Regions from separate parts of the Pan troglodytes genome. Here region 1 is linked to region 2. Evidence: chromatin contacts called from public HiChIP or PLAC-seq data. All regions are on one chromosome and are shown on one strand. The core of a region is the stretch at or near the end of the contact, and the rest is flanking DNA. Distances in the headings are between cores, read along the strand shown. Region 1 holds the start of PTPRA (protein tyrosine phosphatase receptor type A). Region 2 holds the start of EBF4 (EBF family member 4).

What was found. HiChIP or PLAC-seq counts read pairs in DNA pulled down with a chosen protein or histone mark.
Region 1: a contact with region 2 is called in an H3K4me3 HiChIP or PLAC-seq map of stem cell-derived excitatory neurons, with 3 times the contacts expected there. The contact joins the promoter of PTPRA here to the promoter of EBF4 in region 2. A contact is called at or near these places in 1 of 7 Hi-C or Micro-C datasets (induced pluripotent stem cells) and 1 of 1 datasets of contacts at active chromatin or transcription factors (stem cell-derived excitatory neurons).

The regions. Positions count from the first base shown.
Region 1 is chr21:9,485,212-9,489,230 of NHGRI_mPanTro3-v2.0_pri, forward strand. PTPRA (protein tyrosine phosphatase receptor type A) reads left to right here and starts at 2,744. Exons shown (of 22, transcript XM_063803252.1): 1 at 2,744-3,040.
Region 2 is chr21:9,323,971-9,327,475 of NHGRI_mPanTro3-v2.0_pri, forward strand. EBF4 (EBF family member 4) reads left to right here and starts at 1,342. Exons shown (of 17, transcript XM_054674381.2): 1 at 1,342-1,700; 2 at 2,206-2,327. The coding sequence starts at 1,392.

The sequences.
Region 1 (4,019 bases), core at 1,494-3,993, 160 kb after region 2:
TCAATATTTGTTGCGAGAATGACTCATTGTTCCATTTACTAGAAGGGGAAAGGAGGCCCCGAGAGGGGAAATGACTTGCCTAAAGAAACAGGAGTCCTTTCCCCCCATCCTCCAGCTCTCCTGGTCCTCTCCTTTGCTCATAAGCCCTGTGACTGTTGGGGCACCTGTGGGGTGGCTGAGAAATGCCTACCTGTAGGTATGTGCTCCTGTGGGTTGGAACTAATGCAGGACTAGGAGTAGGAGGGCTCTGCAGTCCCCCATTTGGGTAGGCTTGGGCACAGGAAACTGCCTCCTCTCCCTTCCTCAGTTCTCTTCTCTTCCAGGATAACCCTTTACTCTGTGATGATGATGGGCGAGGGAGCTCAGGACACTCTGGGAGCCAAGTAGGATGGAGGGCTGGGCAGGTCTCTACAGGCAGGCAGCTGAGGAGGGGGCTCTGTCTTCTTCCAATGGAAACAGCATCTGTGTGGTTGCTGAGCTGAACCCTCCTTCCCAGGGTCTCCAGGGTCTGTAGTTCTCCTTGGTCTGTAGTTCTGTCACCCCTGTGCACACCCCACAAATGCTTTGACCATAGTGCAGCTGTCTCATGGGGAGAGAAAGAACTTTCATTTCCTGAGAATGGGTTACTTGCCAAGCTGAACATGCCTAATTCTCAATACAGCCCTGGGAAGTTCCAGGAAGAGTTGCAGAGGGAGGCTCAGGTCACCCAGCACATGGTGGGGCTGGAAACCCCGGGCTCTTTGACTACCACGCCCAACAACAATTTTTCCAAGTGTGGTCATATCCAAAAGGGGTCCTTCAGATAATCTCAAAGATGAACACTTAACTGCAATCACTATTTCAATTATATTAAAAATATAAGTAGCATGTCAACCCCTTCTAGGGTAATACAAATAAAAAGTAAAAAAAAAACTAATCAACAAAAAGAAACATATTAAGAAATAATAGTGTAAATTAGATATAAGGCAAAAGTAAGCTGGTGGGGTTTGGTTCTAGAGCATAGGGCTGCTATCCCAGCTACTGTGGTACCTCTGCGTTTGCAGTCATTACTTGTTAGGGGTTTTCACACTTTGACTTCCCGCTTTTCGCTTTTCCATTCGGTGTTGGGGGATAGATTGAGTTTGGACTTAAGGGGATATGTGAATGTTGGGCGTGGGGAAGGATCCACCCTCACTGGGGTCTGAGCGTTAGGAGAGTAGGCGTGTGGACTCTGGGCCTTTGGGCTGGAGTGTCTATTGGTCAGAGGTGTCGGGTTCGGCCATTTCACCCACACCTCTAGGCAGGCCCTGCTGAGAGGGAGAGAGAGTCACAACTCCCACTCAAGGAGAGACTTCCCTGATGGGGAGGGGACGGCCTGAGGCCCGCCCCACCCATATTCCCAGGCCCTGGCTCTGGTTAGCATGGACTAACTTATTCCACAATACGGAGGAGTGGGGCACAGAGTCCTAAACTGGCGCCCCAACAGAAGGCAGTGGTGGGGACCGGAGATTGTAGGACTGGAGATGGTAGGGGCTGCTGATGTGAGCCCCTTTTGCGCCGCAGTGTTCCCTGCCATGAAGAGTTGCCGCCGGTCACAACCCTTCCCCGGGGGCGCCCCGAATGTGGGACTCCTTCCGGCCTGGGGTGCGTGAGGGGGACTCAGGGTTTGCCCGGTCTGGAGGAGAGACTCGCCGCCACCTACCCCGGGAACCGCAGACTCTGGGTCTGGGATAAAGCGTCCCCTACCCGCAAGCTCGGTTTGTGCGCTACTGTGCAATCTGTCTTTTGCCTGCAGACGCCCAGCCGCTCGCCCTGCGCGGGTCTCGGAATGTCCAGGGGTCCCTACTGGGGATCACAACCCGGCGAAATGTCGCATTTGCCACCACCTATCACGACTGCGTAATCGGCTTTCAGCCGCAGACGCTCAGGTCCTGCAGCACCCGCGGGGATCCGTGTAGGAACCTGCTGCCACTGGATGGACTGAGCGATTGCTTCGCGGGTGTCACGCACCAGACGCCGTGCCGGGAGCGCCGGGAAGGGGCTACGCGCCCCAACCCCGGCCGGGGGAGGGCGCACTCTGGCTCCTCTCTGCGTTTTGAGCTTCCCCTCCCCCGCCAGGCGTATCGCAAAAGGCACCCCCATCGCAGAGCACCATGTGTTGTGCTTCTACTCAGCTCGGTGGCGAGCGGGGCCCCAGCATGCGCATCTGGAAAGCGGGGGAGATTACCCTGGAGCTCGGGTGGGGACGGCGTGGGCTGATTTGATGTAAGACGACACCCACGGAGCCAGACCCGTTCTAGGGACTTGGCAGGTTCCTCTCCCTCCCCAGTGAGATCCGTCGTTCTTTGCAGCAATTAGGGGAGGGAAAAAAAGACCCACAGTATCACGTTTGGAGAGGGTTAGGAAGATGGCTCTCGAGTTTCAGGCCGCCCTGGTGGCTAGACATTGGTGTAGTTTGTGCCTGGCCTCGGTTTCCTGATCTGTAAACTGGGAAGAAGGCCCAAGTCATGAGGCCTGTGACTGTAGAATGGCTGAAGGCACTGGTGCACTCGCAGCCGGTCCTTCCGGGGTCCAGCTTCCCGAAGGACTGGGCAGCCCCGGGGCGAACCCCTATGGAGCTACGAGGAGACCGTGCGACCGGGTTCGGCGCCCCAGCCGGCAAGTGAGCGCCCAGCGGAGCGCAAGGGCGGGGCCCGCGCGGGCCGGAGACGCCCGTTCGCTGTCGGCCAACCAGCGCCTGTCTCTGAACAGCCAATGAACACGCGCCTTACAGCCAAGGCCGGGTCGGGAGCGAGGCTGCGGCGAGTGCGGCGCTGACAGAGACGCGCGCGCGCGCGATCGCGCTCGGACCCCGGCCGCTGCCGCCATCACTGTCGCCCGCCCAGTCGCCCCTCAGCCGCTTCCCCTCGCTATGGAGGCGAGGCCGCCGCCGCCGCCGCGGGGCTCGGAGCCGCGGGCCGGGCGGCGGCCCTGAGGGCTAGTGGCGGCCCGAAACGCCGCCGCGGAGCCGAGGCGGAGCCGCTGTCCTCGTCCCCAGCGGTCCCGCCCAACGCCCGACTCTGTGAGTGTTCGCGGCCGCAGCGCCCGGGTGGGCTCCGGAAGGGGGAGCGGCTCCCGGGGGCGGTGGGAGGGGTCCCGGGCCACAGCCCGGAGCCCGGAGCCCGGAGCCCGAAGCCCGAAGCCCTAAGCCCTAAGCCCTAAGCCATCTTTTCCGGGTAGAAGCCTGCGGGCGCCTGCAGTTTGATTGTGCATCCTTGCGGGTCCGTCGCGGGGAGGGGGTCCCCGGAAACGTGCCGGCCCGAGTGCCGACCCCTCGCGACTGCCCAGGAACTTTGCATGCGTCCTTCTGGGACCAGGCCAGGGCACTGCCAGAGTTCATTCTCAGAGAAGAAACTTAGAACGGCGAGAACAGAATTTGCTCAGGTCCATTTAATGGGAGGAAAGAGGAAAACTCTTGGCATGAGAAAATTTGCTTTTGCAGTGACCAACTTTTCTTTCCCTTCAAGTCCACCTCCCTCGGTGCCCCGGCCCGTCTCCCAGGCCCCTCTCCTTGCCGCCCTCTCCCAACTGTTGAGGCTGTTTAAGAAGGGAAATAAGGGCTGAGAGCTGCCCAGAATTCAGAATAGGCCAATTGAGAACGCAGGTCCCCTCCCTTTTTACTTTCGGTAAATAAAAAAAATTTTTTGAAAAAATTAGTTACTAATTATATCTCCTGAAGATTAAAAAAAAATAGCAGAGCAGAGTCCTGTCTTGAGGGTTTCGTTTTTATTTTTGAGATCACTGATGATATTTGTAAGACAGGAAAAGAAGAATGTGCAAATCCACCCTCTGCAGGGTGAACGCCATCAGAAGCCTTTGCTCAGGAGAGGGATTCCGGCTCTAGAACCAGTCACATCACCCTGGAGATGGCTTCGTTTGCCACCTGCTAGCTGTGCAGGCAGCCTGAGAAACAGAAGATGGTGGGCGAGAGGAGGACTGACTAGGAAAGGGCGAACATCTTCCTGCCTGGCCACTCCTTTCAGAAACAGATCTGATGCTGT
Region 2 (3,505 bases), core at 92-2,591:
TCAATGCTGCTGGTCCGGGGACCACACTGTGAGAAGCAAGATTTAGAGAGGCAGATCAGGAGATGGAGAAAGAGACTGGCTTAAGAATTGTCTTAAGGAGAGACCCATGTTTGATAATCCCACCTAGGGTAAAAGCTGAGACCTGAAGGAGTCCCGGTGGGAATGGCAGCCCCCTGTGGGTGATGGGGAGAGGCATAGAGAGAAGGGGTGGTAAAGAGACCAGGAAAGGATGCGAGAGGGCCTCTGTGATGGTAGGAGAACCAGCAGTGCCCCCAGGACGCCTCATCTGGGCCAATGTGCGACAGAACACTAACTCACACTTGGAGGCCCCCCAGAAGAGGATGGGAGTGAGTTGGAGCAGGAAGGTGTTATTGCAGGGGTGTCTGAGCGTGAACATGGCAGGCAGGGCAGGTGGCTCCCATGCTGTTCTGCAGGAAAGTGCTGGACTCAGTCTGGGCTTGCTCAAAGCCTGGCCAGGACAACGTGGGGAGAGGGGCAGAAATGTCTCTGCCCCACGGTCAAGGGCCAGGCGACTTCTGTGCCAGGAACTAATAAAAAAAAGGAATGGGATCTGAGACGGGACGCGGCTGGGGAGAAACAGGAGGTGAGCTGGGCTCTGAGCCTACCTGTCCAACTTGCAATCAGAAATCAGGAGGTTCCTGAAAGGCACAGATGGAAACTGAAAATGCTTTAGGCTTAGGTAACCCAGCATCAGGAATAGGGATGGTTGGATGCAGGGACCTCGCCCAGCTTGTCTGGGGCCGCAGCCTACGGCAGAGACGTTTCAGTCCTTAGCTGGGGTGAAAGTGAGGTCAGGGTCGCCGGGGAAATGCGGAAGTACAGTCACGCGGGAGAAAAACGTCAAGAGCGAAAGCTCGGAGGCGTCAAAATGAGCAGCAAGTCCAGGCACAAGGCGTCGGGCGCGGAGAGTACGGCGGGTGCCGGGGGAGGGAGATGAGGCCGCGAAGACGCCGGGGCTTCGTCCGGCGGCGACGGGGAGGCCGCGGAGGTTCCCGAGCGCAGCGGGGCGCGCACCTCCCGCTCGGGCCGGGCTCCCTCGCCGCGCGGCCCCAGATCCTCCCTGCGCGGGTTTCCGTGGCCCCAGCCGGGCTCTTCCGTTCCCTCCCGCGGCCGCGACCAGGCCGCAGCCCCCAGCCCAGGCGACCGACTCGCCAGGGTCCGCCCCGCCGCCGCGGCCCGGGCCCGGCCGCTCCTCCCCCGATGATGTCACGTCCCCGGCCGCCCCTCGGCCGGCCGCGCCGCCCCGCCCCCGCCTCCCCCGGGCCCCCGTCCCCTGGGCCCGCCCGCTCCCGACATCCCTCCTCCCGCCTGCGCTCCCTCCCTTCGGCTACCGCTCCCCCGGGAGCGGCGGCGGCGGCGGCGGCGGCGGGATGGCCCGGGCCCGAGGCCAGGCCCCGGGGAGCGGCGGGCGGCGGCGGCCGCGGCGGGGCGGCGCGGGAACCGGGCCCCGGGGGGAGTCGGCCGGGCTGCTGCTGCTGCTGCTCCAGGTGCTGCCGCCCGGGGCTACGGCAGGGCCGGGACGCCGGGGCACGCGGGGCGCTGGCGGCGGCGGCGTCTGCTGGCCCGGCGCGGCCCCAGCCTTTCCCCGGGACGCGCGGCTGCTGCTGCTCCTGCCGCCGCTGCCGCCACTGTCGCCGCCGCCGCCGAGCTCCGCGCCCGCAGCCTCCGCCTCCCGGATGGTAATCAGCGCCCCGCGCTGGCGCCGCGGGCGGGCGGGAGGTGGGGGCGCCGAGGGGGAAAGGGCGGGCAGCCCCGCGCCCCCGCCTTGCCCGAGGCAGCTCCCGGGGCGCTCGGGCCCCCCCCTCCGACGACCGCGGCCCCGGGCAGCCGCCAGAGCGCGCCTCTGGGGCGCCTCCGCGCGGACCGGGTGCGGGCTCCGCTCCCCGCCCTCCCCGCCCCGCTCGCAGTCTGCCCGCCAGCGCTCAGGCCGCGGGGGAATCCCTCCATCTCCCCGCCCAGCGCCCCAGGAGGGGAGGGGACAGCGCCGGCGCCCGCGGACCCGCTTTCTCCGAGGGAGCGCCCAAGAGGCGAGCGCGCACTGAGCCACCCGGACTCGGCGCTGCGCTGCTGGAGGCGCCTGGTGCCGTCGGGTCGGGCTGAGCTAGACGCCCGCAGCCTCAGCGGGACCGGATCCGGGGCGGCGGGGGCGCTCACTCACCGCGCGCCCTCATGTTCCCTGCGCAGGACGCTCTGCCCCGCAGCGGGCTGAACCTGAAGGAGGAGCCGCTGCTGCCCGCCGGCCTGGGCTCAGTGCGCTCCTGGATGCAGGGCGCGGGCATCCTGGACGCCAGCACCGCGGCGCAGAGGTAAGCGCTCGACCGGACCCGGTGCGCTCGTGTTGGACGGCTCCGCGCCGCCTCAGCTCAGCTTGCTGGAGCTGCTGGAGCCAGGGGCGGAAGGAGCCCTAACTCTGGACGGTCCCGGCGAGCTCCCCCGCCCACCCCGTCCGGAGTGCCTGTGCTGCCTCCTGAGGTTGTGGGGCGGGCTGGGGCGGGGCTTCTGCCTCCACTCCGGGCTGCCCCGGTAGATTTCTGACGGCCGCTCGCGGGTGCGGCGGTGAACGCCACCCCAGCCGGGCTGTCTATGGCTCTGAGAGAAGAGGCAGAGCTCCGAGCCATGACCCACAGCCACCGGCCGTCTAGGAACGTCCAGCCCCTCCTTCCTGGGCAGTCCCAGTGACTCTCCTTGTCCAATTCCGCAGCTCTCTGTCAGGAAAGGCACGAAACCCAGCCCCCTTTTTCCTTTCCCACGCCCCTCAGAGTTGGAGGATGGGGGTGTGCAGAGCCAGAGAAGCGGCTGGGGGCTGGACAGTGGCGAAGAGATGAGGTGGGCAGTCGGCCTGGCTGGACTGATTGGCCTGGGAACTGGGCAGGGCCCCTGCCTTTCCCTCGGGTGTTTTTCTGGTAGGTCCTTTGGAAGGCAGAGAGTCCCTGGGAACCCAGCACCCGCGCCGGTCTCTTCTGACTCCTTTGCAGGGGTCTGGGAATCTCAGTAGGGGATTGACTCCAGGATTTAAAAGCGAACTTTAAAAGTTTATTGACCTGCCCCTAAAGCCCCTGCACCCCCTGGCTTTTTGCACCTTCAGCTGTGACCATGGAGGGAGGCATTTAGGTATCCTATGGGGAGTCACTGTGGTTAGAATTAGGGAGGTGCCAGCTCTGCTGACAGCTGGGACAGGGTGGGCACTGGGCTTCCCAGAAGTCTGAGCTGTTGCAGCAGCCCGAAGGGATTCTGAATGGGGGGCTTAATGCAGACCGGGCCTGACCCAGGAGCCCACATTCACACTCCGCAGGACGCCTCAACCTCACCGTGTAACAGACACACACCGCGCTTCATGCGCAAACTGAAGCCGTTTCTGCACGCCGGTCCTTTCCTGGCTGTCGGGAGGGAACGCTGGGGGGCTCTGGAGCTGATCTCTTACGGAAGAGAAAGGGTCTTGTGGATGAATTAATTTCCAAAACTTTTACAAGGGATATAGCTATAT